Regions from separate parts of the Sus scrofa genome. Here region 1 is linked to region 2. A link is a contact called in public HiChIP or PLAC-seq data. All regions are on one chromosome and are shown on one strand. Each heading gives the region's core, a stretch centred on a gene start, on an enhancer-like site or on the middle of the called end of the contact. The rest is flanking DNA. Distances are from core to core; before and after follow the strand shown.

Region 1 (4,319 bases), core at 311-2,810, 96 kb after region 2:
GTATTCATGGATACTAATTGGTTTTGTTACTGCTGAGCCACAACAGGAACTCTGCAAAGTTTGTTCTTGACGAAGTTCAATTAATTTATGTTTTCTCTCGTTGCTGGTGCCATGTCTAGGAAACCACTGCCTAATCAAAGGTCTGTGCGTAGAGTAGTGATTCTCCTCTTTTTCTAAGTTGCTGCGTATTTTCCCCAAAGGCATCACTTGTGGGTTAGGCCGAGCACAGGGGACATTGGGACGCAGCTTCTGCCCGTCTTCTGAGGCTCCTGCCGACTCCTTCTGCACCCTGTTCTGTAGGGAAGAGCGCTTCAAACCAGCTCCTCCCAAAAGAGTAGCCTAATTAGCAGAGTAGCCTAATCTGCTGCTCCTTGTCAGGGCTCATTCCATGTGAAGAGCTACTGGACTCTTCATGGCGTGGAATCCTTGGAGCGGGTGTCAGGGACTGGCTTCTGACCCCCGGGAACCCTGAAACCCCTGTCAAGGGGTAAGAGGGGCGTGGGGCTCATACGGCCCCCGAACTCAAGAGTCCCTGGGTGGAATAGGAGCCAGAAGAGGAACCGAACTGAGAAAGATGGGAAGGGACCACGGGCGGTCATGCCTGAGCCGGTTGGTTCTGGACTCTTCCTGGTGGAGGCCCCAGGAGGCCTCCGACATGCTAAGTCTCAAAGTCACAGGTCTGTGACCCGAAGCAGCCCCTGGCCCATCCCTGGTTTGTTTCTCTTGGACCAGCCTCCAGCACGCACCAGAGGACACACACCTCTTCATCTCCTGTCCCTGCTGATAATAATTAGACCACAAGTCTGTATTGGTTGAATTATTAACCACATGCATAGTTAACATGTAAAGACAGTTACTAGGGGCAAAGCACTATGTTAAATTCATTAACAACATTAATTACTGTTTTAAACTGACCTGAAAGAGAGGTACTACTTTTTTCTTCTTCTTCTTTTTTTTTTTCATCTTTTTAGGGCTGCACCCACAACATATGGAAGTTCCTAGACTGGGGGTCAAATGGGAGCTGCTCCTGCCAGCCTACACCACAGCCACAGCAATGCCAGATCTGAGCTGCGTCTTCAACCTACACCACAGCTTGTGGCAACACAAGATCCTTAACCCACTGAGCAAGGATTGATTTCATTGATTTGATTCAGGGATCAAACCTGAATCCTCACAGATACTAGTTGGGTTTTTGACCTGTTGAGCCACAATGGGAACTCCAGGAGAGGTACTATTGGTTTCCTTCTTTTAGGGATGAAAAAACAAAGACTTTGGGAAATGAACTGAGTTGCTTTGGTGGCACAGAGCAAGGATCTGAGCCAAGGAAATTTACCCAAGAGCCTATATTCTTCACCCTTATCTGAAGTCACTTGCTTTAATCTCTGCCAACACCCAACACCCAAGTGCCCTGTGAACCGGTCAACACAGAAGCAGTTGCTGTCTTTCGATTTGTCAGCAAATGTGTGCAGAATTCACTGCCAAGCGGCCAGTGGAGAGATTGTGTAGGTCCGGCTTATCCTGCCGCTTTGTCATGAGGTTTTATCTGCGCTCCAGCTGTCGTAATTTTTTCTCCTGGTGAGATCACACCGAGAGCCGTGCTTCTGCCTCGTATGCTGTCAGGAGGACACGCCTCTGAGGCTCTCGGCCGAGATGTTCAGCCCCTGAGTTTCTGTAACGTTTGCACCTACACCCGCACCCCACACAAGGGTTGTGCAATTGGGTTTAGGATTCCTCGTGGTGTTTTCTGGAAATAGGATCCTCTTCAGGACATGCATCCTTGGAATTTTGACTAGGGAGGCTTTTCTGACGCAGGCCGAAGTCTGTTCTGTCTTGATGTGTGATCTTGCCTTTGAGTACTTGCCAGGTTTTAAGTCAGCTGACTGTTCAGAACACAGCAGTTTACAAGTGAGACTGTCTCCTTCCTGCTTATTCGGGATCATTCCATTCTGATGTCATTCCCAACCAAAGCATTTACAGCACTCCATATTCTTTCAGACTTTCCTGTGTATTAAAAACTCCGGGAGTTCCCTGGTGGCTCAGAGGGTTAAGGATCTGGTGTTGTCACTTTGGTTGCACAAGTTCAATCCCTGGCCTGGGAACTTCTGCAGGTAGGGTTAAAAAAAAAAAAAAAAAAAAAAAAAGCGAAACACCATGAAACAGAAACAAAGAAACAAAAACTCTGTTATCTTAATAGTTCAAGAGTGTAGGCATCCAGCCAATGAAATATAATGACATTTCTAAATTTCTGATTTGTGGTTTTGGATATTAGTGGTTTGGTGTACCAACCCACGGCCTCCTTCGCAAAGTGATAATTTCATCTTTTATGGGTGTCTGTGGGCTGCGTTTATCAAGGAGAAGAAAGAGGAAGGGTGAGTTCTGTACTCTTGTGTCCCTAACATTTACCACTGAGGAGGGCTCCCCATGGGGCACCTGGGCTCAGCATCAGGCCAGTCTGGTTACGGGATGGACAGGGTCGCCGCTGGGGGTCCCATCTCACCAGGATGAGCCTCCTAGAGGCTCCAGCCCCAGGGTGGAGGGGAGGTAGCAGAGGGGGAGTCCAGAAGTCCACTGCCAGCAGCGTGGGGGATTCTGAGCCTCACTGTGTCAAGGTACAGGCTCCAGACCTTGGGGACATTTGTGACTCTAGCAGGTCTAAGAGACAGCAGTGCTTTGTGGTACAGGGAGGTCCTGGCAGTGGGGTGACTGTCACCAGTGCCGAGGAGGGGCAGAACTGCAGGAGAGGCTCTGGGGGCTGCGGGGGAGGGGGCACCTCGCCTGCAGAACCAATCTGAACAGCCTGTCTGAGAACACTCGAGGGAGGGCCCCCGAGCTACAGAGGCTTGGAGGTTTTAGGCGCAAAGGGATATAGGCAGGCTGCTTCTCACTTGCCGCTCTACTTGGGCGGCGTGACTGCTTCCCCAGGTTTCGTGAGATGCAATTGATCCACGACATTGTGTGAGTTGAAGGTGTGCAAGGCAAGGACCTGACACATGGACATGTTGCAAAACCACGACCACAGCAAGGCTATGGAACACATCCATCACCTTGTCACCATCGTGTGCCTTTTTCTTTTTAGAGCCTCACCTGTCCTGCAGCCTGTGGAAGTTCCCAGGCTCGGGATCGAATTGGAGCTGCAGCTGAGACCTACACCACGCCATGGCAACACTGGATCTGAGCCGCATCTAGGACCTATGCCACAGCTTGTGGCAATGCCAGATCCTTAATCCACTGAGTGAGGCCAGGGATTGAACCTGCATCCTCATGGATACTATATCAGGTTCTTCTTCTTCTTTTTTTTTTTTTTTTTTTGGTCTTTTTAGGGCCGCACCCACGGCAGATGGAAGTTCCCAGGTTAGGGGTCGAATTGAAGCTGTATCTGCCGGCCTGCACCACAGCCACAGCAACTCAGGATCTGAGCCCTGTCTGCAACCAATGCCACAGCTCACGGCAACGCCGGATCCTTAACCCACTGAGCAAGGCCAGCAATCAAACCTGTGTCCTCATGGATTCCAGTTAGTTTTGTTTCTGCTGAGCCACGACGGGACCTCCCCTCCAATTTTTAAATATCCGAATTATTTAGCTATTTTAAATCACTGTGCGGACTGTACCAAACATACTGGCAGGACAAATACAGCACAGAGAGATGGCCAGTGTTCAGCCAGCAGAGGAGCATATGCTGGAGGTAACGACGTCACCCTCAACTGCCTTCTAACCGCGAGCCAAAGACAGCACTTCCCCCAACATGCTTTGCAAGTGGACATGAGATATTTATCAAAACCAAAAATATTCTGGATCATAAAAGAAGTCTCAAAAAACAAGATTTTAATCATGCAAAGTATAGGCCCTGAATAAACGGAAGTAAGTTGAAAATCAATGCACTGAGTCCTGCTGTGCAGCACAGGGAAATACACCCAGTCCCTTGGGAGGGACCCCGGTGGAAGATGGCATGAGAACAGGAGCACACACATGAGCAGGACTGGGTCGCTAGGCTGCACAGCAGAAAACCGACACAACACAGTAAATCAACTGTGCTCTAATAATAATAATAAAAAAGAAATCAATGACGAAGTCAATATCTGGGAAATCTCAAATGTGGGGAATAAAATGCCACACATCTAAATAAACCAACTCAGAAGTCAAAAGAGAAGTGAGAACATATTTTGAGTTGAATGAGACTAAAGACACGCGGTATAAATTCTGAAGGACGCTGTTAAATCAGTCTTGAGGACTGTCTGCAGCCGAAAAGTCCTGCGTCAGAAAAGAAGCAAAGTCTCAAAACAATGACCTCAGTTTCCACCTTACGAAACCGGGAAAAAGAA
Region 2 (4,858 bases), core at 1,242-3,741:
ATTGAGGGTGGCGTCTACTTTGTTTTCATTTCTGCTCATTTACTAAGACTTAAATATGAATAAAAGTCTAGGAGAGGTTGCGCTTCATCCTTAAGCAGAGACTGGAAGCATCAGAATGATTTGGGAGGTGACACAGAGGGGCTGAGAGGTGCAAAGGGATGGAGGATGCTGGACCTGCCCCAGAGGACCAGCTCATCCCACATCCACGCTTCCGAAGAGGAAACAGACAAGCCGCCGGGGACACGAACACGGTCACCAAGCTCATCGAGGCAAGAGGGCAACCGCGTCTGCATCGCACGGAGCTGTGCCTGTTTGCAAGTGCCTGCGTCCGCAGGATGGGGCCGTGGCACCCGGTGAGAGAAGAACCACCGTGGTGAGTCTCCTCCTCTGCTGCTCTCGGCCTGCCGGTATCCCCACGTCAGATCACTCAGAACCATCATATATATTGACGTTTCCACTCAAAACAACTATGCATTCATGTTGCTTCTTTTCGTAGCGAAGTATAGTTAATTGACAACGTTGTGTTAGTTTCAGGTGTACAGCCCTGCGGCTCCGTTATACACAGACACACATGCGTATGTCTCTATGTAAAACTTTTTCATCCTTTTGCTGTTACGGGTGGAGTTTCCTGTGCCATACGTAGGACCGTGTTGGTTCTCTTCTTCATAGACCGTAGTGCCTACGTGTTCATCCCAAACCAATTTACCCCTCCCCCTCTGCTATCCCCGTTGGTAATCAAGTTTGTTTTCTCTGTCCGTGAGGCTGTTACTGTTTTGTAAATAAGCTCATTTGTATCATTTTTAAGATCCTACATATAAGTGAAGCCCTATGATATCTGTCTTTCTCTCTCTGACTGCACTTCGTATGAAATCCTCTAGGTCCCTCCGTGTTGTTGCAAAGGGCGTGATCTCATTCTTTTGACGGCCGAGTGACCTTTCATTGTGTAAACATCCTGCATCGTTTCCATTTGTCTGGTGATAGACAGTTAGGTTGCTTCCAAGTCTTGGCAAATGTAAGCAGGGCTGCTAGGAACATAAGGGTGCATTTATCTTTTGGAATTCAGCTTTTTCTCTGGCTATGTGCCCAGAAGTGGGACTGCTGCATCATATGACAGCTCTGCTTTTACTTTTGTAAGGGAACCTCCATTCCCGCCAACAGTGTAGGAGGGTTTCCTTTTCTCCACGTCCTCTCCAGAATTTCTTATTTGCAGACTTTTTGATGCTGGCCATTCTGACGGGGGTGAGGTGATGCTTCAGTGTCGTTTTGGTTTGCATTTCTCTAATAATTAGCAATATGGAGGATCTTTGCATGTGCCTATTGGCCAGCTGTCTGTCTTCTTTGGAAAATGTCTCTTTAGGTCTTCTGCCCATTTTTTGATTGAGTTGCTTGTTTTTTGGATATTGAGCTGCATGAGCTGTTTGTATATTCTGGAGATTACGCCCCTGCATTATTTTTTTTTTCTAGAAACAAAGTCTATTCTTAAACACTTTAACAAACATGGACAGAAATTTCTGTAAAATACAAACACTCAGTGTGAGTTCAAGGACCCCCTTGGAGTGCACTTGCGCGCGTGTGTGTGTGATCCCAAAGGTTTATATAAATCCCAATATATATGTGTGAACATACATACTTATGTAAATATGTGCATGCATATGTGTATGCATTATGTAATTTATAAGAAATAAAAGCAAAATCTGGACTGATCATTGACATGCTTGTTTATGACATAAAAGGTCAGATTTCACCACCATCCACACTGTCCCCAAATCCTGCAGCAGGCGGGACAGAGCTGGGGGCAGGTCAGGACAGGGCGGCGCAGGCAGCAGGAAGGAAAGGACGCCTTTCCCGCATGTACCACGTCCCCGCTGCCCTCAAGTTCTATGTTCATAAAGGCCCTGTTTTCCACAGCAACCCGCTTCCTTTCTCACCCATCAGGGCCACACAGCAAATCTTCACACGAGGGACATTCCTGGCTTAGCCAACCAGAGGTTCAGGGAATCAAACCACAACCTCATTTCAGCCTGGCAAGACATCCCCCCCCAGGAGGTGCCACCCCCACATGCCCTGGGGTCACTCCGTGCATGGCCGCAGCCCAGAGCCATGCAGAGGGCAGCCTGGCAGGACAGCGCGGGGCTCACGGTACCTCGGCAGCTCAGGGAGGGCTCCGATTGCGTTTTGGTCAGAAGAACTGGAAAAGGCAGACGACAGAGAGTGACGACGGGCTTCTCGACCCGCGGTGGCACAAAGCCTCCAGCCCTGCGTCAACTTGTGCCAGGGGTCGCGGGGGGCGGGGGTGGGGCGGTTCCCTGGGGGGCCCAGCACGCGAAGGCCCGCGTCCCGGCCCCATCCCCTCGAGGCCTGCACGGGCCGGGCTGCTAGGCGCCGTCCCGGCGGCAGGTGGCAGCAAAGCCCGCTGCGTCTCACGCTGCCGCCGCCGGGCCTCTGCCTTCCGCGCCTCCGGCCTGGGCGTCCCCGTCTCCCCACCGCCTGTGCGCCGGGGACAGGGCGTGAGCGGGAGCGACAACGTGGAGGGCTCCTCAGGGACGGGGACAGAAATGTTCTCCACTCAAGTGTCTGAGTGTCAGGAGGAGGGGACAGAGGCGTTTGGCGGCGATGTCACAGCCCGCACGGCGCACGATGGGCCGGATGAAGGCATGCTGGTCCCGGCAGAGCGGGTCCCCATCACACCAGGGTTGCCCCTCCTTTGTGGGGGAGGCTGCCAGGTCGGGGGGGGGGCGTGCCCAAGGCAGCGAGGAGGGGGCTGGGGGGGTGGGGAGGATGAGAAGAGGGAGCTCCGGCCTCGTTGAGTTTCCCTTAACGGAGAGATGCTGTTAGCGCTGCTACAGGGCTTTCCCGGCTAACAGGTTGCACAACGACGTTTCAAGATACAGCGAGTGATTAGCACGTAACAAACATACTTGCAGAGTCTCTTCCCCTCACAGGCCTAGATGGGGGCAGTTTTTCCTTTCCTGTCTTTCCCTCTTTTTTCCCTATCTTGCCAAAGGAAAGCTCTGTTTCCAGAGTCCCAGAAACCAAATCTAAACAGGGCCACCACAACCAGTCGACACACACGACACCCGGGCCCCTGAAGCAGGTGCTGAGAATAATCCTGTCCATGTTTTAAAAAGATACTGGGTCAAACGTGAGGTGCACTACTCTCAAATGTGGGAACACTTTTTTTTTTTTTGAGGGAATAAATGGTCTATGTTCTTATATGTGACTGAGCTGAAGCCTTTTCTAGAATGTCAGTGAGACCTGGGTCCAGAACCTCTGGCAGGTTCTGAAATCACCGATTGCATACACACACACAAAATGGTAATAAGAATATGCAGAGGTTTTTTTAAATGGGAATTTTTTTAAGCTGAAGAAACATATGAAAACTTGAACACTAATATTTTTAAAAGCCCAACCTGGTCAATATTTGTGGAATAAATAAAAAGGCAACAGATATCGAGTGACCTCATTAAAATGGACAATTTGGTGAGGTCCATCTTAATAATCCTAAAGTAAGCAACACTGACATTTATTTTTGGTCGGACAGTTGTTGAAATAGCCTGGGTCACCCGGGGACAGCCGCTTATACAGCGTGGTCTTGGTGCCAGCATGGGCCTCAAGCTGCCTCTCAAGCCAGGGGGTCTAACTGGGCGACCTCAGGCGGGTGCCAAACTCACGGGAGGAGAAAGCACATTTGGGGAGGAGCCACTTGTGCCGCTGGCTTCAACGGCTAACAACGTGCGAGACTTGGGAGGGTTTAATAGCGACCGCAAAGGAAATCCAAGCCAATACGGTTCACAGGCGGTGTCTGTTCTTTCAGAGCGAGAGCCCCAGTGTTCGCACTTCTCCCCCGTTTAAGCGTCTCGTGGACGCTCACAGGAGAGGGGGGGTCGGAGGCGTGCGGACCACCGGGGGAAAGAGGAGTCACTGCCGTGCCCCCTGCCCTTCGGGGTTCTGCGCCCCCGCCCGCGCTGCTTTGCACCGAATCCGAGATGCGGGGACACAGGCACGTGCCCGGCTGCTGGGCGGCGCATGCGCGCACAGCCGTCCGCGGCCCGGGGGACGTAGGGGGGGCCTCACCTCGCTGGTTGTCCCAGGCGTAGAGCTCCTTTATCCCCAGCTGGCTCAGGGACTTGGAGAGCTCCAGCTCCTCGCCGGCCACGTTGTCCCTGAGGAGCACCACGTGCTCCGGGCTGACGTCGCACTTGGCGCAGATGAGCGGCAGGAGGTTCTGCAGAGGCACCTCGGGGCTCACGCGCACCACTGCCTTCTGCGTGCGCAGGTAGTTGACGACCAGGCGCACGGTCTTCTGCAAAACACAGCGGGCACGACCCCGTGAGCACATCTGCCCACAGCGGTGTTTATGCCAGGGTGGAGCGGGGCCAGACTCTGTGTGGGTCCAGGCTTGCTTCCCAAATTCAGTGGGTCGTGGGCGAAGAGGGCATACTAAGTTGGGAAAAATAAATGCCTGGGACCCTGTGTGTACTTTAGGGATTTTGTTTTGTTTGTTTGGCCATGCTGCCGGAATGTGGAAGTTCCTGGGTCGGCCACGGAGCTCACGCCACAGCAGCGACCAGAGCCACAGCAGGGACAACACCAGATCCTTTACTGCTCTGCCACCAGGGAACTCCAGAAAAAGATCACTTTTCAGGGGACGGCCCGACCTCGGTAATGAACAGCCTTTGATGTGAAGACCCACTTAATTCTATTCAGTGGATGACTCTGACTTTAAAAAATGGAGTATTTTCTCCTTTTAAAAACTATGACGGCAGGTTTCAAACATACAGAAAACGTGTGTGTGTGTGTGTGTGTGTGTGTGGCTTTTTGATTGTTTTATGGGTAAAGCCCACATGCTCTCCGTGCA

Evidence for each region. HiChIP or PLAC-seq counts read pairs in DNA pulled down with a chosen protein or histone mark.
Region 1: an H3K27ac HiChIP or PLAC-seq map of skeletal muscle shows a contact between it and region 2. The contact joins two enhancer-like sites. A contact is called at or near these places in 5 of 47 Hi-C or Micro-C datasets (fetal skeletal muscle, heart right ventricle, mesenteric adipose tissue and 2 more) and 1 of 2 datasets of contacts at active chromatin or transcription factors (skeletal muscle).

Annotation. Positions count from the first base shown.
Region 1 is chr9:137,061,806-137,066,124 of Sscrofa11.1, forward strand. No RefSeq gene overlaps it. Among named protein-coding and RNA genes, the nearest start is that of COBL, 8.7 kb to the left of the region's middle. Within about 2 kb of position 1,561, at least 17 of the 83 cell types and tissues checked have an H3K27ac peak or open chromatin away from gene starts, as enhancers often do. A contact at or near this core is called in omental adipose tissue and skeletal muscle, where this site is marked.
Region 2 is chr9:136,964,605-136,969,462 of Sscrofa11.1, forward strand. It overlaps COBL (protein cordon-bleu), which reads right to left. Exons shown (of 16, transcript XM_021063931.1): 4 at 4,075-4,303. Among named protein-coding and RNA genes, the nearest start is that of COBL, 88 kb to the right of the region's middle. Within about 2 kb of position 2,492, at least 16 of the 83 cell types and tissues checked have an H3K27ac peak or open chromatin away from gene starts, as enhancers often do. A contact at or near this core is called in omental adipose tissue and skeletal muscle, where this site is marked.